Regions from separate parts of the Mus musculus genome. Here region 2 is linked to region 1. The links are chromatin contacts, called in public HiChIP or PLAC-seq maps. All regions are on one chromosome and are shown on one strand. The core of a region is the stretch at or near the end of the contact, and the rest is flanking DNA. Distances in the headings are between cores, read along the strand shown. Region 1 has its middle 5.6 kb from the start of Gm46151. Region 2 holds the start of Topbp1 (topoisomerase (DNA) II binding protein 1).

Evidence for each region. HiChIP or PLAC-seq counts read pairs in DNA pulled down with a chosen protein or histone mark.
Region 2: a contact with region 1 is called in an H3K27ac HiChIP or PLAC-seq map of the NIH/3T3 cell line, with 4 times the contacts expected there. The contact joins the promoter of Topbp1 here to the enhancer-like site in region 1. A contact is called at or near these places in 1 of 39 promoter capture datasets (the 3T3-L1 cell line), 5 of 484 Hi-C or Micro-C datasets (embryonic fibroblasts, embryonic stem cells, nephron progenitors and 1 more) and 2 of 115 datasets of contacts at active chromatin or transcription factors (the NIH/3T3 cell line and embryonic stem cells).

What each region holds. Positions count from the first base shown.
Region 1 is chr9:102,780,512-102,787,891 of GRCm38.p6, reverse strand. No RefSeq gene overlaps it. Among named protein-coding and RNA genes, the nearest start is that of Gm46151, 5.6 kb to the right of the region's middle. Within about 2 kb of position 3,416, at least 90 of the 459 cell types and tissues checked have an H3K27ac peak or open chromatin away from gene starts, as enhancers often do. A contact at or near this core is called in the NIH/3T3 cell line and embryonic fibroblasts, where this site is marked.
Region 2 is chr9:103,300,473-103,307,442 of GRCm38.p6, reverse strand. It overlaps Topbp1 (topoisomerase (DNA) II binding protein 1), which reads right to left and starts at 2,116. Exons shown (of 28, transcript NM_176979.5): 1 at 2,072-2,116; 2 at 1,256-1,346. The coding sequence starts at 1,339.

The sequences.
Region 1 (7,380 bases), core at 2,167-4,666:
AAATTATGATGAACTCAAAGTACCACCATCTGGAGGATGTCATTTTATGTTCTTCATGTTGTTACCTTGAAAAGAGTGAAAGGATTCCTCTGGTCTGAGATGAAGGACACAGCTCTTCTGACTCTTCATGCACAGCCCCTCCCCACAGGCAGCACTGGGCTCTCTGGTTCTGTGGGCATCTAGGCAGGTGAAGATGTTTACACTGGTGTGCATTGCTCACTTTTCCCACTGTAGCTGCAGAGATGGTTTCGTGATTAAGAGCACTGACTGCTCTTCCATTGACCTGGGTTGGGTTCCTCCTCCCACATCAGACAGCTCACAATTGCTTGCAGCTCCAGTTCCAGGGGATCCAATGGCCTCACCAGCACCTGCACACATGTGCAGCACACATGGTGCACAGCACATAAATCCATGCAGATAAATGTATACATAGCGAAGAAATAAATTTTAAAAATAAAATAAGTAGAATCACAAAGTATACATTGGTGCAGGATATTTGATCACACTGTGGACCCAGGATGGTTATTTACTTAAAAACCTATTCCTAGTTGTGATATGGCTCAGCCCTTGACACACATTTTTAATCCCTCTGGCTAGAACACAGATATGCCCTTAATAAACACCTTTAATTCCAACCAGTAAAGGTAAGATTAGATTGTAGAAAGGAGCACCCATGTTTGAAAGTGATGTCTAATTGAGTGGCAGACAAAGTGACGAATCAGAGAAAGATTTGACAGAATAGGATGTGCCCAACTCTCAGGAGAAGACAGGAAAGGGGAGCTCCTTAAAAGAGAGCGTCCGAGAGAACGGGAGAAAAGAAGACAGTTTTACTGGGACAGTTGTACAGAGACAGGTTAGAGAAAGAGTGAGAAGGAGCCAGAAGATCAGGACAGATTGCTAGAGTTTGTTTGATGCCAAGCAGAGCAAGTCAGGAGAAACTGAGAGAAGCCAGATTGAATCAGTCAGCTTGGAGAGGCATTTGAGCCAGTACAGCTGAGTTGAACTGGTCTGTATATGAGCTCAGTTACAAGAAGAAAGGGTGAACTTATTCAGCAGCAAGTCTCAGAGGCCAAAAACATTATAGGCCTAGGTAAGAAGATTGTATAGAGGCTAGAAGCTTACAGGAGCAGGCCTAGGTTAGCACACAGAAGCAGTACACCCCCTAGATGGCAATTACCTTAGCTAGCTGAATAAAGGATACATTCACAATGAGTTTCACATGTTCGCCCTAGCTTAGAGTCTGGACTGGTCTGAGTCTTCTTCATCTCCTGCCCTCACCTCCCAGCTTTGGGTCTTTTTATTCTGAAAATGTCTATCAACATTGACACGTTTTACTGGTTTCTTTAAGATTCTAAATTATTATGTTTGGAAAAAAAATCAAAGAAGTATCTGAAAAGCTCATTTTCTAATAATTAAAGTAAATACAGCTCATGGTGACCAAACTCAAGTCACCAGGCTTGGTCACAATTGACTCTCCAGACCCCCACATGTTATCTCTTAGCTTCTGTTACTAGAAAATAAGGGTTGAGGGGCTGGAGAGATGGCTCAGCAGTTTAGAGCACTGGCTGCTCTTCCAGGGGCCCTGAGTTCAATTCTCAGCAACCACATGGTGGCTCACAACGGTCTGTAATGAGATCTCGATGCCCTCTTCTGGTATGCAAGTGTACAAGCAGATAGAGCACCTATATGCATAAAGTAAATGAATAAATCTTTAAAAAGAAAGGAAGAAAGAGGGAAAGAGTTAGCATTCACACCTCTTCCTTATCTCACGGCTGGTCCCTTGGTCCTACTGGGATAGTTTTGTCTCCAAGTTTTGGCTAAACTATTACACTTTTTTCTTTTGGGGGTGGAGTGGGATGGTTCTGTTTCTTAGTGTAGGCCTGGCTATCCTGCAATTCCCTCTGTAGACCAAGCTGGCCTTGAACTCACAGAGATCTGCCTGCCTCTACCTCCAAAGTGCTGGCATTAAAGGCCACCACCACCGCTAAGCCAAATTATCCCCCCCCTTTTTTTTCAACATAAATACATGACATACTTAGTGGAATCACTAGCCCATTATGGTGTCTGTACCTGCACTTGTCCTGGAGTTAATGGTGTTTAATGTCTAGTCTAAAAGAAATTGGAGGGTTGGCAAGATGGTTCAGTGGTTAAGAGCATTGACTGTTCTTCCAAAGGTCCTGAGTTCAAATCCCAGCAACCACATGGTGGCTCACAACTACCCATGATGAGATCTGATGCCCTCTTCTGGCTCGTCTGAAGACAGCTACAGTGTACTTATGTATAATAATAAATAAATCTTAAAAAAATAAGAAGAAAAGAAATTGGAAACACCTTTGAGCTCATAAAAATCCTTTGTCCATGGGTTTACCACAGCCTTTGCGTCTCTCCTCCCTGAAAGGTCGGAGCCAAGAGAGACAGTCCTCATGTCCCTGGGAGGAAAAAGGCAGGGAAAGGGTGAGCCGTTTTCAGTCCTCTAACCCTAAAAGGAAAAGCATTCACAAGCATCCAAGGAGATGGGCTTTGGAGATCAATTGGCTTCAGGGCATTTCTTTGGAAATCATGTTTTCTTTTTTTGGAATGGGTGGTTCTTTGCCTATTCTCTACCCCAGTCCATGCCGGAGCGGAATGGCTACATCAGACCTTTCCAAAAGAAAATGGTCACAGTGTAGCGGGTTTGTCTTCCAAGCTACCAAAAAAACAGAAACCAAGCAGGAGCAATTATGTAGTCCTCTTGTATTTCAGTGCAAGGCTATGTGAGTCCTGATGGTTTCTGCTTTAGTGGAGAGATAAGCAAGCTAAATGTGAGTTTGGGGGGGGGGGCAGGAGGCATAGCTCAATGCCAGAGTGCTCGCCTAACATGTGTGAGGACTTGGGTTCAAGACCCACTATTACAAAAACAAGAAACCAGCTCAGCTAAATGAGAGGGTGAGAGGCAATGGGTGGGGGAGCAAAGAATCCCTAGGGAGGAAGGGGGCATGAGGAGGAGGGGCTTCAAGCTGGCAGGAGCCCCTAGCCTCACCATGGACACCTTCCAGCCTGATTGTGTGAACACTTCCTGGCACAGAGTAGCTGACATTAGTAACCTCAAAAGCTCCGACACCTCTCAAGGCTACGAGGATAGCCACCGGGGAGCACAGCAACAAATGGTTCCCTCATTTTTTAATCTTTCAGGACATTTGAGCCTCTCTGAAAGTGCTTACAGAGTTTGGAAGGACAAGATGTCTCGTGATAGCCTTACTAAGACTTACTTGGCCCCAGACAAACTCAAGACTTACTAATCGGTGCCTGGAGAGCATTTCATAACTTCACCACCAGGGGCCGCTGTTTCCCCATGCTCAGGCCAACAACACAGCCACTATCCCTCCAGGAACGCAGTTTGAGAACTGCCAGTGAGTCCAAAGGAATTCCACAAATTCAGACGCCCTGGTGCCCTCTCCACCTTCCCTTCCCCCAGTCTGGGACCTACCCGACCCAGAATAATGGGAGTGTGGCTTCCCAGATCCAGAAGTAGAAGCACGACTTTTTCTCCTAGGACAGAGTTTCTTTGTGTTGTAGAGACCTACTCAAATGGTTTTGAGGTGTTTTGTTTGTTTGTTTGTTTTTGGTTTTTTTTTAAATACGTGTGTGTGTGTGTGTGTGTGTGTGTGTGTGTGTGTGTTCCCTTCTTGAGAGAGAAATGCGGGCTCTCAGAGATGTGTGTCCTTGGCTAGGAAGATTCCAGCCATGTCAATGATCTCCAAATTGGGGGGTATGCAAAATGATCTGTTAAGGGCAAGAGAAAGAACATTGTATAACATTTACTTACGTATTTACTGTGTTAGTTTTAGAGATAGAAATGTGAGAGGCACACCCCCCACCCCACCCCCCCCACCCCCGTCTCAAAAAACAAAACACCTTTGCTATCCAGACTGGCACTGATGCTTTCTGAGGTCCTGTGTCACAAGGTCAGCAGAGTGCATGCTATATAGTGAGCGTGGAAGGACGGTGGAGTCACCTCCCTGTAACCAGAATTCTATTGCATACACCCTTTCTACTTACTGGAAGGACTGGGTGTCACAAAGTAACTAAAGGAGTCCTCACGGAAGGAAGTGGGGGAGGGGTGTTTAAGCATCTTCAGAAATGAGGGCCCGAATGCAGTGTCGCCAGTACCTGCATTCGAGCTTGGAAAAATGCCTAAGATATCACTCCCGTGCCTGTCCGACCTCTCAGCTACGCAATGACACTGAACCGAGGACAGTGCTGACAAGGTGTACCATCCAAATTCAAGCTTGTCAAACCTTTTGAAACAATAGCAGGTCTCTCATTTCTGATGAGCTTGAGGTAATATCAAAGGTCCCCGAGCCTTGACCTTAACAGCAGCTCGTGACATGTGACATGCGTGCTTGCTCATGTCACAGCGGGGATGCAAGCAAAATCAGGCCAGGGCTGAGGAAGTGTGTGCCACAGCCAAGAAGACGACCTTCCTATCTTATCAACTCTTGGAGTTTGTCTGGGGCCAAGGACCCGGGTAACTGGACTCTGAAGACTGTTCCTGGCAGTCAAGGTACAGACACTCGAACCATGACCCAAGGGGACTTTGGTTCTATGAAGGCTAAAGCCTTTCATATCAGCTGTCTTCTGTGGCTTTGTTCTGCCTCGGGACCGTCTGGCACCTGGTACAGAAAGGAAGAGGCTTGAAGAAAAGGAGTCGACACATGTTCACCCGAGCGTGTTCACCCGAGCATGTTCTTCGGCTTGCTTGGTGGGGCTTTTCCAGCTCTACCCTAGTTTACCGTGCACTTCCTATCCCTGTTCAGTGGGAGGGCCTTCCTCCAAACTACATTCCTCCGTGAAATTCTTTTTTTAGGGACAGCGGATTTAAAAAGTAATCTTGTGGGATTTGTCCAAGTCTTGACAAAGGAGAAGTTCACACTGGGTGGATTTGCTGAGAAGGAATGCAAACTCACCTTTATCATTCCTGTCCAAGCTAGCAGCAGCAGGATTACTTGGGGATGAGTCTCAAAATATGCAGAGTCCTGGACCCTACTCAAGACTGCCTGACTCAGAATCTCTGAGTGGGACCAGGAGGCACATCGACAAACCCAGTCCATCTCCCCCAACTCCAAACATTACAAGATAAATTTTAAAACTTTGCAAAGACAAAGTTCGTCTCAGTGAGTTCATTTGCCTACCACGCAGGAAGCTCCAGGCTGAATCTCCAAGATTAACCGGATGGAATGGTGCGTGCCTGTAATTCCAGCCCTTGGGAGGAAGAAGAATCAGGAGTTAAGGACTCCATCTAAAGTATGTAGAATAACGAAAGACCAGTAAGATGGTTCAGTGATTAATGTCACTTGCCACCAAGCCTAATGACCCGAGGAGTTGGATCCTTGGGACTCACATGGTAGAAGAGAACCAGCTCCCTACAGGTGCCCTCTGACCTCCACACAATGCCACGTCAAGCACACACATGCAGGCACACACGCATGCACACAAAATAAGCCAATAAATGTGAAAGAAATAAAGAATAGAACCAGAAGAAAAACTTGTAAACAGCTTCTTATCTGGGAGCTGGGGAGATGGCTCAGCAGTTAGGAGCACAGGCTCCTCTTCCAGAGGACCCAAGTTTGATTCCCAGCACCTACCTGGCAGCTCATATCCATTTGTATCTTCAGTCCTTGGGCCTCTGATGGGACCAGGCACACATGTGGTGCACAGATATACATGCAGACAAAACAATATACACCAAATGGCTTTTTACAAGGCCTTATTTTTCCTATGAAATTAGTCAAGCCAGGTAATTTTCTATTCATTCTAAGCACAAGGAGGCCAGACATCCACCTAATTAGGAAAGGTAAGGGCCGATGGAGTGGAGCTGTGCAGAAGGAGACTCACCCTGCTTATGAGACTGGGCCCTGCCCATTGCCTTCCATGCAGCCCCCTGGACACACAGAGGTCTGAAGGTTAACATGCAGAAGGCTCCGGGCAGAAGGAAGCATTACCAGGAGGAAGAGGCCAACACTCTGAGACTAATTCTTTCCTGAAACCACTCCCTTGCCTAGGGAATCTTTGATCATATCCATCTTCAGAAAGTGGCTTTAGAGCACAGGCTTACAGGCTAGCTGATCTAGACACATGAGTAGCAGAAATGACAGGAATTCTCTAGCAAAATACTAGCACAGGGACATGGTGGCCTCAGGGTATGAAAGAAGACTCTAGAAAGATCCCCCCCCCCTTTCTGGGAGAAGCTTCTATGGTCCTATATCTCCCAGGATTCCACTAAAGTCCTTTCTAGGCCGCGCTCCCCCCACCCCAATGTTCTTCTCTGCTGTAGGTGACTCTAACACACCCATCTGTGCCTCAGCTGTGCCTGGACCTGCCTCTGTCTTAACACACTGTCACCTCCAAGGAATACTGAGATTCTTGGGAATAGGGCCCAAGGTTGGTAAGTAGTTGAGAAATGGTGGTTTTTTTTGAGTCTGACTTAGTCATTATCACATCACGCATCCTCACATCCCACTGAAGCATCGCCCTGGTGTCCGTTTGATGACCCACCAGGACACCCTGAGAAGAGTAGATGGGGATAAAGATGGAGAAGCTTGAGTCAGGGCTGCACTCTCAAACCCAGGGCTTCATGGCCTCTTTCCACCCTGTCACTATGGGTCTCCATGTTGACATGATGGAAAAGACCTATGCCAGCAACTAAAGAGCCCCTTTATCTTCCTGCTTGAAGAGGCGGGGAAAGCAACCACACAAGACAAACTAGCCACCACACTCGACCTTGAACAGAGTCCTCCTATGCCCCCACCCTTTCTAGAAGCTGAAAAGCTGCTCAATGAGAGTTTGGTTCTTGCTCTTTCTCTCGCCTTTCCTGGATCCACCCTCCTGAGCAATGCAAGCTTCAGGCTGTGCTATGTTGCTGGGTTCCTAGGTACGTCAGCAGGTGTGCAGGCAGATAACCATGTCTGTGTTCCTATGTAGATGGTGTTCATCTATTGTTCCTTTCCTCCAAAGAAAGATAGGTCAACAATCTGGGAAAGTGGAAAAGATTTTAAACACATGAAGAAGAAAATGTATTTAATCTCAGCACTCAAACAGAGGCAGGAGGATCTTTGTGAGTTCCAGGCCAACCAAGGCTCCATAAGAACTCATGCTATGGTATGAAGACAAACACAGCAAGGCTCCATTTGTAAGAGGTCAAAGTAGTGAATGGTTGACTTTCTTTCTTCCTTTCTTTCTTCCTTTCTTCCTTTCTTCCTTCCTTCCTTCCTTTCTTTCTTTCTTTCTTTCTTTCTTTCTTTCTTTCTTTCTTTCTTTCTTTCAAGACCGTATTTCTATATAGCCTTGGCTGTCCTGGAACTTGTTCCTGTAGATCAGGCTGGCCTCGAACTTATAGAGATC
Region 2 (6,970 bases), core at 867-3,366, 520 kb before region 1:
CCACACACCAACACAAATGAACATTCCATGATGTATTTTGTTTATAAGCATATCCGGATACCTAGTACCTTATACAAGACCCTAGTCTATAATCTTAAGAGAAATAGTTTGCTTTTTTTTAAATTCAGTTTTAAGCTGTAACCCTTCCATGTCTTTCTCCTCCAACAAACATCCTCTGGAAAACCTTAAATTGTTTTGGCTTTTTCTTTTTCATTTTCCCACAGTACTAGACCCCTTATAACACATTACATAGGTACTAGGTTTTGGGGCACACACCTGTAATCTCAGCATGCAGGAAACTGAGGCAGAAGCACAGAGTTCCAGATCAGTCTGGGCTACACTGTGAGACTCAGTCTCAACTCTTTCACTGCCCCCATACTGTGTAGTTTCTTGCTTATCACCTGATTAATACCGATTTCCTGTTCTATGTATGCTGAAAGAGGAGAGATATTTGCTTGTTCTGATCATTGGTGTACCCCAAGTATTATGCTAGAGGAAAACCTGTCAGATGACGGACACTCAATTGATGATTGCTAAGTGAGTGAACTTTAAAAAACAAAACAAACAAACAAACAAAAAAAAAACAGCTAACTTCTCAAACCTGAATATGCACTGGGACTTTTGTTTAAAATGCATATTCTAATTGTCAAATGTGGGTTGGGATCCCAAGGCTCTGCATTTCTAATAGATTCCCAAGCTACAAGGACATTACTAGGGTTTGTGAATGGCAAAGCTCAAAACTACTCCCATCATTCATTCATTCATGAATATGTGTGTGTGTGTGTGTGTGTGTGTGTGTGTGTGTGTGTGTGTGTATGAGAGACAGAGAGAGAGAGACAGAGAGAAAGAGAGAGAGCAAGCAATGAACCAAAACTATTGCATTGTGACTCCGTTTTTCAGTGCTTAAAGGATCAATGGGGTTAGTAAACAAAACAAGTCAGGAACTCTAAGTCAGAGGACTGGGAAGATGGCTCAGACACACACACAAACAGACACAGACCGGGCGGGGGTAGGGGATCAAACTGTAGGTTAACATCCAATTGTCACAATAGATTTCAATCCTCCCAAAAAATATAATGGTAAACTTGCATCAACTAAAAATTATATAGCAGTGATTTATCTGTATTAAGCATATGCTATAGCAAAATTTCATTAAAATTATCTACTTCTAAGACATAAAATCCAACAAAGCAAAAACATTTAAAACATGAAAATGAGCTCAAGTATCAAATAAGACATATCCATTAATTCTTACCTCAAGAGCTTTAAAAAAGCATTCTGAATTGTCCGAAGACTTTAAAAACTTCACAAGAAACGGCTCTTGGTCATTTCTGGACATAGCTGAACTGTGAGAATAAGGCAGTCAAGAAGAACAAAAGTCAGTCAGTCAATCAGGGAATTAAATGTACAAGTCAACTATTTTTGTAGGGTTTTTGGTTTTTTTTTTTTTTTTTTTTAGTTTTGAGACAAGCCCTGGCAGTCCTGGAATTCGCTCTGTAGACTAGGTCTGCCTGGCACTCAAGAGATGCTCGGCCTCTGCCTCACTCAAGCTGGCAAAAAAGGGAGTGTGCCACTACCGCCCGGCCTGCAAATCAACTATTTTCTTATGCAGACAAGAGTGCCTAAGACATAGCTATCTGGCTTGGTTCATCAATTCATTCAAGATGTTTACAAAGGGCCCCAGAAGGTGGGCAAAGTCGAAGAAGAAAAAAAAGGACACGGATCCTTGCAAACGTGAGAACAAAATGAACGTTCCTGATTGAATCCCCTGAGACCCTTGGTTTGGTCCTCAGTCACTCACTGTTCACTTGCATGGGGCTTAAGACGACGCAGGGCGCCGCTGCGGCTACGGGTACCCACAGCCCGCAAGATTTGCTCCTAAGTTAACGAACTCTGAACGCAAGCAGCCACCGTGCAAGGTCGTGCACGCTCGGCCCAGCTCCCAGGGAAAGGAGCGTCCAGGCCGCGGCTCCCCAGGGACCTGAGGCCCACCCGCCGGTTAGGAGAGGCGCGAAGGCCGCAAGAGGCGCCGGGCGGCCACGCCGGCCGGGAGGAGCCGAAGCTCGCTCACCTAGGTGGAGCCCGAGGGCCCACGGGCACCAAGTCGGGGGGCGCGCGGCCGGCAGGACGGCGGCTGGGGTCGGGCGCCAGCCCGGCGCGCAGCCCCCGCCCTCGGCGGCGCCCCCAACCCGAAGCTAACGCTGCAGAACCCGGAAGGGCCAAGACCGGGAACCGACTTTCGCGCCAACCGAGCGGACGCCACACCTCTTCCGGAGGAAGTGGCGTCATCGGGGCCCCCGCTCTGGGAAGCGGAGCGGTCGGAAGAGGGCGGTCCTTGGGCACGCTTTCCCGAGATGCTCTGGGGTCTGGGTTTGCGGCAACAGTTTCGGCTGCGGCGCAGCTCATCGTTCGTGGCGAGGGCCTGCGGGCGGCCGGACCGATCAGCCTTAAGTCCAGAACGTGCAGAAGTGGGGCGAGGGGGTCCAGTGGCGAGTTCTCCTGACGGTGCCGGGGCAGCGCATGAAGCTAATAGCGGCTTGTGGGTGGGAGGATGTTAAGAAAGTCAAGGTCTGACTCCCCAAAGTGGATGAACAATCAATCCTTACCAAAGCCAAAAACAGTAACGGAAAGAAGACTGGGTGATGAAAGGCACGCTAGATTATTGATTAGGTTATATTCACATTCAAGACTTTTAAAATATGTATTTCTAAGCCGAGCAGTGGTAGAGCACACCTTTAATCCCAGCACTTGGGAGGCAGAGGCAGGCGGATTTCTGAGTTGCCAGCCTGGTCTACAAAGTGAGTTCCAGGACAGCCAGGACTATATAGAGAAACCTGTCTTGAAACTCCACCCCCCCCCCCCCAAAAAAAAGTATTTCTAGATATCCTCTATCAGGTGTATAATTGGCAAAGATTTTCTCCCATCTGTATGCTTATTCATTTGATTAATTTTTCTTTGCTGTGCACAACCTTTTAACTTCACGCAATCCCATTTCATTTGTCCGTTGTTCGTATTATATCCTGAGCAACTAGGGCCCTATTCAGAAAGCCCTTGACTATTTTGGTTTCAGGATTTCAGTTCTGACATTAAGGTCTTTAATCCATTTGGAGTTGATATTTGTGTAACGCAAGAGAGATTAAGATCTAGTTTCCTTCTTTTATGTATGGCTATCCAATTTTCCCGGCACAGTTTATTACAGAAGTTGGTTTTTTTCTTTTCTGATGTGTACTTCCGGCATTTTGTGACAAAGAATCTTTACTTAGCCAAACCTGTAGTCTGACTACTGGTCGTTCTCCTTGTAAAAATCCAGTTAGATCCTGCCACCTTTGATAGCTCATGCCCTTTCTCATTTTTCACTGTCCCCAGGTAATATCTGACTATTCTGGCCTATCTACAGTAAGAAAACTCTTAGGTTCTAACCAAAACCCCATTCTTATGTTACCTCTTAAAAGTTGCTAAGGGTAGCCGGGGGCAGTGGTGGATCACGCCTTTAATCCCAGCACTCAGGAGGCAGAGACAGAGGCAGGCGGGATTTCTGAGTTCAAGACCAGCCTGGTCTACAAAGTGAGTTCCAGGACAGTCTGGGCTACACAGAGAAACCCTGTCTCGAAAAACAAACAAACAAACAAACAAACAAAAACAAAAAAAAGTTGCTAAGGGTAAATTATTGATAAAATGCTGAATTATTAGCCACCCCCAGCTTTATTTTATTTTATTTTATTTTTTGAGACAGAGTTTCTGCATAGCCTTGGCTGTCCTGGAACTCACTGTGTAGGACAGGTTGGCCTTGAACTCAAGAGATCTTGCCTTTGCCTCCCGGAATGCTGAGATTAAAGGTATGCCACCACGCCCAACACAAACTCTATTCTTTTAAGTACAATATATTTAGGGTTGCTGGTCACTGTAGTGATTATAATGGTCCTGCTTTAAAGGTATCATTAACTTTTTTCATTTACAGGATATCGATAACACTGGCGCAGAGGTAAATGCCCACTAGGGAAAAGAAGGGAAATACTTAGTATTGGAGGTAAGGGTCTGAGGATGTAGCTCAGTTGGTAGAGCACTTGCCTAGCATAAAAGTCCCTGGGTTCCATCTTCAGGGCCATATAACACTGGTTGCATCCTAGCTAAGCAGGAGGTATCTTGGGATACATGAGACCCTGCAGTGCCTTGAAGAAATTATTAGAGCTGTGAAAAAGAAGCCACAGTTGATGTCTAAAATGCAGTTCTGTCCTGAAGTTGTCATCATATCTGTAGGATACTTGATAGGTCACCAAGGACTGAGGAGAGTCAGGGCAAGAACTAAAGCAGAGGCCAAAGACAACCAGGCTTACACCCACTGCTTGCTCAAGCCTGCTTTCTTAGATCACCTAGGATCACCTCCCCTGGGGTGGCACCACCCACAATGGTCTGGGCCCTCCCACATCAATCACTAATCAAGAAAATGCCCTTCAGAGCAGTCTATAGGCGATCTGATAAATGACCATGGTATATGTTTATGCATTTAACACAGTATATTTTTACTTTGATTATGTGTGTTTGTGCACATGAATGTAATGCCCATAGAAGCCAGGAGGTGGCATCAAATCTCCAGAGCTGGAGTTACAGGCAGTTGGGAGCTGTCTAACATGGAAACAAAACTTGGGTCCTCTGGAAGAGTAGCAAATTCTCTTCACCACTGACGCACCTCTGCAGCCCCACCACAACATACATTTTATTGAGGCGTGTGTTATGTATGTTCACATGTGTGCAGGTACACATGTGTGCTCAAGTATATGACAGTCAGGTGCCAGCCCCAGCTGTTATTCCTCAGGTATCACCCACCTTGATGTTTTTTTTTTTCTTTTTTTAGTTGAAAAGGGCTCGTTTGTTTTACTTAAAGGGTTTTATATTTAAATTCCCAGCATTTCAAGTGAATATGTATAAATACAAGAGAGCTTAGCAAACAGCCTCTATTGCTACAGAGCTAACTTGAAGTGGCCTAGCAGCTATGAAAGCTGATAGCTTCAGCTAGCTGGAAAGTACAGCCTACCGACAGTGTGAGTTCCAGGGAGAGGGCTCTAAAGTAGAATGCCAACATCACATGTAGATTGTTCCCGGCTGTGTTTAAGTAGATCGTGTAAGGAGACACTCTGAGAAAAAAGTGGCTTCCTTGCCAAAAAATGTAGGGGGCTACATTGTTAGAAAAGCCAATTGTATCTAGGTCCTAAAAAGAAGAGAAACCTAAGAGGCTTTTGAGTCATGGCCATGAGAGCCTATATATGGAGGAAAGATGGAGGAGTATAGGACTCTTCTGGGCTGAGTAGGCGCCATCAAGTGAGATATATTCCCATTCCAGAAACAATGGCTTCAATGTCTGTTGTTTCAGGATTCTGGAGTTAATATTCTACCTTTATCCTTACCACCAACATCGTTCGTTCTCTCTCTCTCTCTCTCTCTCTCTCTCTCTCTCTCTCCCTCCCTCTCCCTCTTTCCTCCCTCTTTCTCTCTCCCTCTTTGGTTTTCTGTGATTCTGTTTCACTCTATGGCCAGGCTGGGTTGGAACTCATTATGTAGCCCAGGCTGGCCTAGTGCCTGTGCTGTTCCTCCTATCTCAGCCTAGCAAATGCTTGGATTGTAGCAATGAGTCATCACAACTGGTCCATGCTTCTTTCATGGATGACTGTCTTGTTACTTGAAGGAGACTTACAATGGCTCCAAAGGGTCAGAGTCCACAGTGGTCGGGGCAGCATAGCAGCTGGCAGCTTCCTCAGCTCTTGAACTACAAACACAAGGCAGAGCAAACTGCAAGTAGGCAAGTCGTTTCGTTTGAGTCTTAAACTCCAACCCCAGTGATCTGCTTTGTCCAAGCGCGACTGCACTGACTTGGGTCGGAGAGTCATTCTTCAGTAACATGGTCCTAAGCGGGAGATGGACATTAGATAAGAAGATAGAGAGAAAATCTGGGGTCGGGAGGTCTCATGCGAGCTATGTCTTAGGACAAGCAACTACAGCATCTCAGACACCATTTTGAGAGAAGAAATGGGACTAAGTCAGCAGAAACTGTCCTACGAAGGGACGAAGTCAACAGGAAGGTAATCAAACAGTGTTGCACAAGGGGAGCAAGGGGTATCTCAAGAACATTACAGACCGGGTACACAGTGGCCTTGGACTGATAACCATAGCCCCACACGCTGGGAAGAGAACAGAAGCTACAGATCCCCACCCAAAAGCCCTGGCCCAGGGCCATTACTGGGTCTGCCAAGCAGGTTCATTCTCCGTACATCAGAGCCTCAGGAAAAGACTCCGTTGATCTGACCATCAACAGAGCATTACCTAAACCTCCCCAAAACAGCACCGATGTTTTAGGATTTCTATTTTTGTGGTTAAACACCATGACCAAAAGCACCTTGAAGAAGAGACATTTATTTAATTCTACAGCTTGTAACCCATTCATGGATGTCAGGGCAAGAATTCAAGGCAGGAACCTGGAGGCAGAAACTGATGCAGGAGCCACGGAGAGGCACCACTTACTGCTTAGTCCTTATGATTCACACAGGCTGTTCTCTTGTAGCACCCGGGACCACCTTCCCAAGGGACCCCCATTGAACTGGGCCCTCCCATATCAATCATCAATCAAGAAGAACATGGACCTCAGGCCAATCTGGTGAAGGCATTATCTCAATTGAGGTTCTTTGTTCCCAATTAACAACTCTGATTTGTCTCAACTTGACCTAAAACTAGCCAGCACCTGCACCCCATCACCTGAAGACAAATTGTTCAAATGCCCAAGACTTTGGGGGTATTTCTCACTCAAGCCACCACATCCCTCTTACAGACCTCTGGACAGTGTTACCAACTAGCAAGTGTTTCTTTGCTCTTACATACCTTGGGACAGTGTTACCAACTAGCAAGTGTTTCTTTGCTCTTACATACCTCTGGACAGTGTTACCAACTAGCAAGTGTTTCTTTGCTCTTACAGACCTCAAGA